Regions from separate parts of the Triticum aestivum genome. Here region 2 is linked to region 1. Evidence: chromatin contacts called from public Hi-C data. All regions are on one chromosome and are shown on one strand. The core of a region is the stretch at or near the end of the contact, and the rest is flanking DNA. Distances in the headings are between cores, read along the strand shown.

Region 1 (3,739 bases), core at 62-2,561:
TTTACATGGGGTTCGATGATCTCATGTCGCCGCCATCTTGGCTTGCACACCAAGATGTTCTCTTGATCTCGGGCCTCCGGGCTGCCCCCTCACGCCAGACCATTGCCAGGCCACCTGCGCCCCGAGGTGGGCTTGCAACCAGGTTTCCTACCAAGGGGCCACCTCTGGTGTATTACACCATCATAAAACCTCGTCCCATGTGTGGACAAGGAGTTAGACGCCTGGCTGGCTCTCTACCGGTCCCGTGAGGAATCTCAAGCTTTGCCTTTGGAGTCACTTCAGCGAGAATTCATTGCGTACGCGCAAGTGGGGCTTGGATCCAGTGGCGCCGGCGACTTGAGGCACGTGACCACGCCGGAACCAAAGGCGATGAGTACCGGCTGGAGGTATCAACGCGCCGAATCGGACGACTCTAGGTTGGCAACACAACCCTTGCGGTGGAGCCTTGTCCTGCGATGCCAGGCTCCAAATCTGAGGTCCAACGCTGTGAGACGACACAATCATAGATGCCTTGAGGAGCGGTGTGCCCACCGTGCGAGGAAGAAGTTGTGCGCACCGCGGAGGCCGAGTCGTACACCGCATCAGACCAGCCCGCGGAAGATAAGAGCGTGGATGCCCTTTTGTGCCTGCATCCTGCGAAGTGGGAAGTCTGAACAACGTGTGCCCTCGCACTGGAGCAAACCCAGGCAGTTAGGTCAGTCCGTGCCCTGGCCGGACTGCCCACGAAAGAGGAGGAGTAGTAGGAGGAGGAGGCCGGTGACGCACCCGACAACTACGATAGTGAGCGGATCCGACTTGACCTATATTGCATTTTCGACCGCTACTTCCGCGGCGACGATCATAACAAGGGCAAGGGATAGAACAAGGGCAAGGACAACATCAGGTGAACTTTCTCAATAGATAACTAGAACATGTAAATTTTTGATAGTCCGATGAGATATATAAGAACTCTTACTTTTGTAATGTGCGTTGATGAACTACCTACACTGTTTTTAACGTTGCATGAACTGTTTTTAACACTGTTTTGTCAATCCACCGTTATCGGTATTTTTTTTTATAATTGTGCTGCTTTCGCCCCAGCTTATATTGTTGGTTGTAATATAAAGCGGGGAAACCCTTTTTCGTATCGTGGTCTTGAAACGAGGGGAGGGGTACAGGGGTGACGCTTGCAGCTGTAGATGCTGTAACCCGACGTGGCAAACACCGCTCGACCGGACTAAACCGGGCAGCCACTCACGCGCCTCGTCGAGTCCCACTCGGCCGGCCGGAACCAAACCAAACAAGAAGGAAAACATGTCCACATCACGGGCGGCCAGCCAGCCAGCCACGACGCCCCTCCATTTCTCCCCACTGCCCGACCTCCCCGCACGCACGCGCGAGCATCTCCAACTCCGCCCCCGCCTCCGATTCCACGCCTCCTCTGCGCGCGCCAGATCCGGCCGGCGCACCGCCTCCGCTGGCCGGCGGCAGGCGTGACGCGGCGGGCCTGCCCTCGCCGCGCGCTTGACTACAGAGAGATCGCTGTCGCCGTCCACTGCGGGGCCCGAGAGCGCGAAGGTGGGGTTGGCTACGGGCCGCTGAGCGAGGGCAATGGCGCGGCGGTGGCGGCCGTCGCACCTTGTGTTCGTCGCGGGGGTGGCCTATCTCATCCTCATCTCCCTCAAGTTCCGCCGCGTCCTCGACCTTGCCACCGCCGACCTCGCCGCTGTTGACTCCGCCTTCTCCTCCCCATCCTCCACCGACCACCTTCCCCCTCTCCTCCCAGGCAACTCGTCCTCCTCCAATGCCACCCTGTTCCAGGTCCAGCCCTTCTGGCACCGCTACGACCGCGTCTCCCTCCCCGACATCGCCGCTCGCAACCGCTCCGCGCTCGACCGCATGGCCGACGACGCCTGGTCGCTCGGGCTCACCGCCTGGGAGGACGCCGCAGCCTTCGCCGGGGACCCCTGGGAGCTCGCCGCCGTCGATGCCGCCTCTACCGACAAGTGCCCCGCCGCCGTCTCCGTGCGCGCGCGGGGGAGGGTCGTCTTCCTGCCCTGCGGCCTCGCCGCTGGCTCCGCTGTCACCGTCATCGGCACGCCTAGGTCAGCGCACAAGGAATACGTGCCGCAGCTCGCCAGGATGCGCCAGGGGGACGGGACCGTGCACGTCTCGCAGTTCATGGTCGAGCTGCAGGGCCTGCGCGCCGTTGACGGCGAGGACCCACCCAGGATACTGCACCTTAACCCCAGGCTGAGGGGGGACTGGAGCCAGCGCCCCATCATCGAGCACAATACCTGCTACCGGATGCAGTGGGGCTCCGCACAGCGCTGTGACGGCTTGCAGCCCGAGGACAACGACGACAAGGGTACATCCTTTTCCTTCTTCAGCAATGCTAGCTTGGACCTTAAGATGTTCTTTCCCGAGTGAGCAGCTCTTGTTATTTGTTACTAGTAATGTGGTTAAGATTAATTTATATTGCATCGTCAAATTAGCGCGGAGGTAAATCGATTGCATTGCCAGCCTGATGCCATATTGCCATGTTTCTATTTACAACTTACTAGTTAACCATTACAGCTGCTATAATGTACCTCTACCAACTGACAATCACAAGTTTACAACTCCTTGTAAAATCTAACCCATGGAATTTCCTATTTACAACATAAAAGCTGGTTAAACTATCAAGTGCCGGACACATGATACATACATTTGCTCCTGGGGACTTCATAATATTAATGCCACGCCCTTTTGATACAATAGGTTCCATAGCACTGTTAGAGCTTTAACGTTGTCCAGTGTGACTCTTCTGGATAATATCCATTTCAACTAGTACAATTAATATGTAAACTTCCATATATAATTATCATTTTGTGTGATTGTTCATCAACACCTTGATGTCTACCATATGTAACTGCATGCCAGAATTAAAAATAAATAATATGAATAGCTCTATTGACAGTTTCTTGAATCACATAGCAATTATCTTTATTGGTGATTTTCATCTTCCGGCAAGTGTTCTTTTTCCACATCAGTTAGAATTCTACCTGATGTAATATTTGTTTAATGCTAATTTGTGAGATTATTGTTGAAGCATATATTGACATTGCTATTTTATTTTATCACAAGCTATATTCTTATATGCATCGGAGGTGCTACTCCTATCATATCTTATTGACTAACATGTCGAATTAATATGCAAGTTTATTCAAATTGCCTTTTTTTAGTATTCATTTTAACGTCTACTTTTTACTGCAAAATGAAAACCACAAGGTGTTAGCTCTTCTATGGTAACACTATGTCCTTTTATCCCCAGGCTAGCATATTTGGCTAAAACCTATCATTTCATATTTTTGGACAGTCGATGGGTTCACCAAATGTGAGAAATGGATACGTGATGATATTGTTGACACAAAAGAGTCCAAGACAACTTCATGGCTAAAGAGGTTCATAGGGCGTGCAAAGAAACCGGCAATGACATGGCCATTCCCTTTTGTGGAAGACAGGCTATTTGTTCTTACTATACAAGCTGGTGTTGAAGGTTTCCACATATATGTTGGTGGTCGACATGTGACATCTTTCCCTTATCGACCAGTATGTTCTAGACATATCCAGCCCTCCTTTTTTTAGTGATATTTAGAAGAAATACTAATGGGTTGATGTGATCAATTCCAGGGGTTCACTCTTGAAGATGCAACAGGATTATATGTTAAGGGTGATGTGGATGTCCATTCAGTTTATGCCACTGCTCTTCCTATGTCTC
Region 2 (3,786 bases), core at 62-2,561, 730 kb before region 1:
TGCCTTGATCTCAATAACACCCAAAAATGGTAGTATAAAAGGTAGGTTCCATTTTTCCACGAATAGATGAAGTCGTCCAAACGGTACGAGCATTGAATGCATCGAAATGACAGCCTTAGCATAATGATATTGATTAACAGGCTGTCTTTAGGTAAATAACTGGTAGTGAGTCCTCCCAGAAAGTTGCATCAGCTTAAAAACAAAAACGGTTGTAGTTTTCCTAGCTGGCCTGGGCTCGATGTTTTGATTAGAGCCTTCCATCCAGAAGGAGTTGGTTAGCATATTATAATCAGTACCCCAGATGAGGCCAACAGGAAGAGGTTGGGCCATGGATGATGCATGGGAGCTTCTAGTACACACATATGGCACCTATTCAATTATTTTTCTAATTCCTGAAAGAAGTAATGGCAGGTACATTTCCTATCGTGCCCAACCTCACACAGACAAACACTCCAATGTCTACGGTGGTAATTATGGCAGCAAATAGAGCAAGTAATGAAAACATTGCACGTATTAAAAGGTGAAGCAACTTTAATAAGATGTTAAAATTGTCATTTGCAACCATGAGGAAATGTGCAGGCTAGACATGGCAGAGGATCATGTTGGGGGAAATGAAGAAAGAGAGAGAAGCTGTTCATACCAGTCTTGACCCTGCTTCCTGAATACATCAGCCCTTGATCCCAGCTTGAGGCAGGCCATGTTAGGAGTCCCAGGTTCCAGCGGACGCCGCACTACATGAACGAGGCGGCCGGTTCCTTGGGATCAAAGGCAGAGAAAGATTCCGCCCCCCCGCACACACCAGAACCAAATCCTCGAGAAACCAAGGGAAAGAAAATAGAAAAGGAAAGCACTTTCCCCACACAGGAACACGCACGCAAAACCTCAATCTAGCCCAAAATCCCCCGAGACGTTGCTGCGATGTGGAAGGCGAAGGGCGCCCAGATTACGCGGAGAGGACGCACGAGATTGCACATCCACTGGTGAGGAGAGATTCCGGCGACCTCTGGAGACGTGGAAAAGAAGGGCCGGCGGACCTTTGGATAACTGTGGTACCTAACTAAGCCCACCCGCCGAATTACTCCTGGATTCTGCCGCCCAAGATCCCGACTCAACGAAGGAATAGACCGTCCCGGAAGAAGAAGATGAGGAAGAGAGGTCGATGACCAGTGGTTTGTTGGTTTGTTTGTTTATGGGGACTGGAAGTGTGGGGGAGTAGGAATGTTGTGGCAGGCAGGGAAGGGGATCCAAGAACATTCTCTTCTTTGGCTCGGTGTACTAGTACTAGTAGTCCTGCCGTGGTGTGGATTTGGGTGGGCTTCACAGCTTCCTATGGAGAAAAGGACACCAAACGGAAAGGAGACGGGGAGGGGGGAGGAGGAAGGCAGCCAGGCTGTGGGCCCAGACCCAGCAGGCCCGAATGCACTTTGGCTTGGCTGCATTGTATTTTTTTTTACCAAACCTTCCCGTCGTCAAAAAAATTTTCACCCCGCTTTATAAATAAAGCAACCACGGGGCACAAAGTTATCAAGGTACCAACCGAACAACACACAACGCCGCCGCAGGCAAAATCCAACACACACACAAACACACAACACCCAGGTTCAGCTGTGGGCACAGCACAACAAGCCCAACATACACACACGACATGCACAACACATAAACGGCGGTGGCGGCGAAGTAGAGAAGATCTAATCCGGCTCCGGTGGTGGGGAAAGCGGTGGAGCCATCCGGAGAGCCATCACACGAAGCTGGATGATGATGGAGGTGATGGCGTCTCTCTCCCTGGGGCGGCTAAGCGGCCGCCAAAGCTACAAGTAACCAGACCATTTGAACAAAGCATCAGTAGCGCGGCGAAGAGGGATACGCTGAATCACAAGCTTATTCCTAACAGTCCACAGCGTCCAGGCAAGCACCCCAATGATCAGCCACCTAATGTGGCGAGCCGGAGGTGCTAACGCCTGGAGTTCGGCAAAAAAGGCGGGAAAGTTGTTGTGGTCCCAGCTTCCACCCACTATCTCACGGAAATAGTTCTAGAGGAACTGCGCGGATACGCAGGAGAAGAAGATATGGTTTGAGTCCTCTTCAGGCCCGCAGAGCAGGCAACGCCCATCACCAGGGCCGTTGCGTTTCATGATTCCAATCTACTTCCTTCGTTTCTAAATATAAGTCTTTTTAGACATTTCAAATGGACTACAACATACGGATGTATGTAGACATATTTTAGATTATAAATTCACTCATTTTGCTCCGTATGTAGGCACTTGTTGAAATCTCTAAAATGACTTATATTTAGAAACGGAGGGAGTATTCATCTACGATCATGCCAGTACAACAAACAGTAAAGTTACATTCAGATCCGGGACACCACCTAGCCAGGTTGTACACTGAAACAAGCCGAAGGTGTGGTGTCGTCATCACCCCCCTCCCTCCCTCGTCGGGGCTGGGCAAAACTTGTTGTTAGGAGCAGATCCATCAAAGACCACCACCAACTAAATCTCGTGAAACATACCTCCACACGGGCTCCGACGATGCTAGAAGCACCACTGAGATGGGGGCTAGGCAGGGAAAATCTTATTCCATCTTCAGGGAGACGCCGTCGTCTCACTTTCATGAGCAGAACACAAATCCTAACCGATTCAAAGAAACATCTAACAACTGAGCCTTCCCGACGACAGTGGTCGGGATCCACCACACGCCCATGGCCCTTACGCCACAGGAGATGAATTAAATCGGTGTTGCCGCCGACTGTAGGCAGGAATCCTAATCTTTTGTTCGCTTGGGAGGGGAGTAGGAAGGGGTAGGCTAGCGATCGATAGCCAACTAATTTTCCATTTTTATTGATTGATAGGCTCTTGATTTTGATTCTCTATGTCCCTCTCCGCCAAACTAATTGACAACGGGGTGATGACGATGGCACGCTTTCAGCTTGCTTCAGTGTTTGTAGTCGTCGCTAGATGGTCTATGGATTTGAATGTAATTTTTATTTTATATGATGTTCGTTATACTGCCATGATTGAAGATAAATAAATTAAAAGTTTCGCGTAGAAGAAAAGATAAGAGGAGAAGATTTTTGGACAGAGAAAGTGAGGGGACGGTAAATGGTAATCCGCGTGTTTCTTGTTATACTACAAATATCAACCACCGTTGGCTACTGTGCTTTTGGCCTTTTCTTGAGGGTCTTCTACCCTCCCCGTGGTCCACAACCACAGCAGCAAATGGCCACTCGTAAGTCCTAAACACACACCCGCAAGAATCCATATGTTTCAATGTCCGTCGACAAGTTCTTGCATGTTCGAGACCGAAAGGTCTGTCGTCCCTGGTGGAGGAGATGATGGAGATCACCAACGTGCAAGTCGGGACAGCCGAGAGATTTGGGGGAGATTGACTGGCACTTCCATCCAGAAACAACTGGAATCACGTCGCAGGGGCAGGGCCGGGCCTAAGCATTCCATGTTCCATCTTTGTTTTTCATGTTCGATGAAGCAACCATGGAATTTCAGAAACAGAAACTATTAAACCGTGAGGTAGCACTAGACACTAGGCGCACTGTTGATCACTTTTGTTTGTCTTGTGGCAGCGCAAAAGGTTGTGGATTCTGCGAGGGCAGCCGCGCATGATTAGCACCATGCCATGCTCCCTCCAATCGATGCATCCCTTTCCCTTCTGTCCCAAGGCAGCAAAGATTCCCCCGGTCACAGGACAAGCGAGGCACTAATCCAGTTCCATGCTTTCTTTTCCACTTATCCTTTTTTTATTTACAAAATTGCCAAACCCATTAAGGCACAG

What was found. Hi-C and Micro-C count contacts between places; a contact is called where the count stands out from the background.
Region 2: a Hi-C map of leaf shows a contact between it and region 1, with 5 times the contacts expected there. The contact joins the promoter of LOC123147452 here to the promoter of LOC123147451 in region 1. A contact is called at or near these places in 2 of 5 Hi-C or Micro-C datasets (both in leaf).

The regions. Positions count from the first base shown.
Region 1 is chr7A:441,780,087-441,783,825 of IWGSC CS RefSeq v2.1, reverse strand. LOC123147451 (hydroxyproline O-galactosyltransferase GALT2) reads left to right here and starts at 1,311. Exons shown (of 7, transcript XM_044566699.1): 1 at 1,311-2,347; 2 at 3,338-3,570; 3 at 3,652-3,739. The coding sequence starts at 1,591.
Region 2 is chr7A:442,506,329-442,510,114 of IWGSC CS RefSeq v2.1, reverse strand. LOC123147452 (BTB/POZ domain-containing protein At1g30440) reads right to left here and starts at 1,311. Exons shown (of 4, transcript XM_044566700.1): 1 at 641-1,311. The coding sequence starts at 699.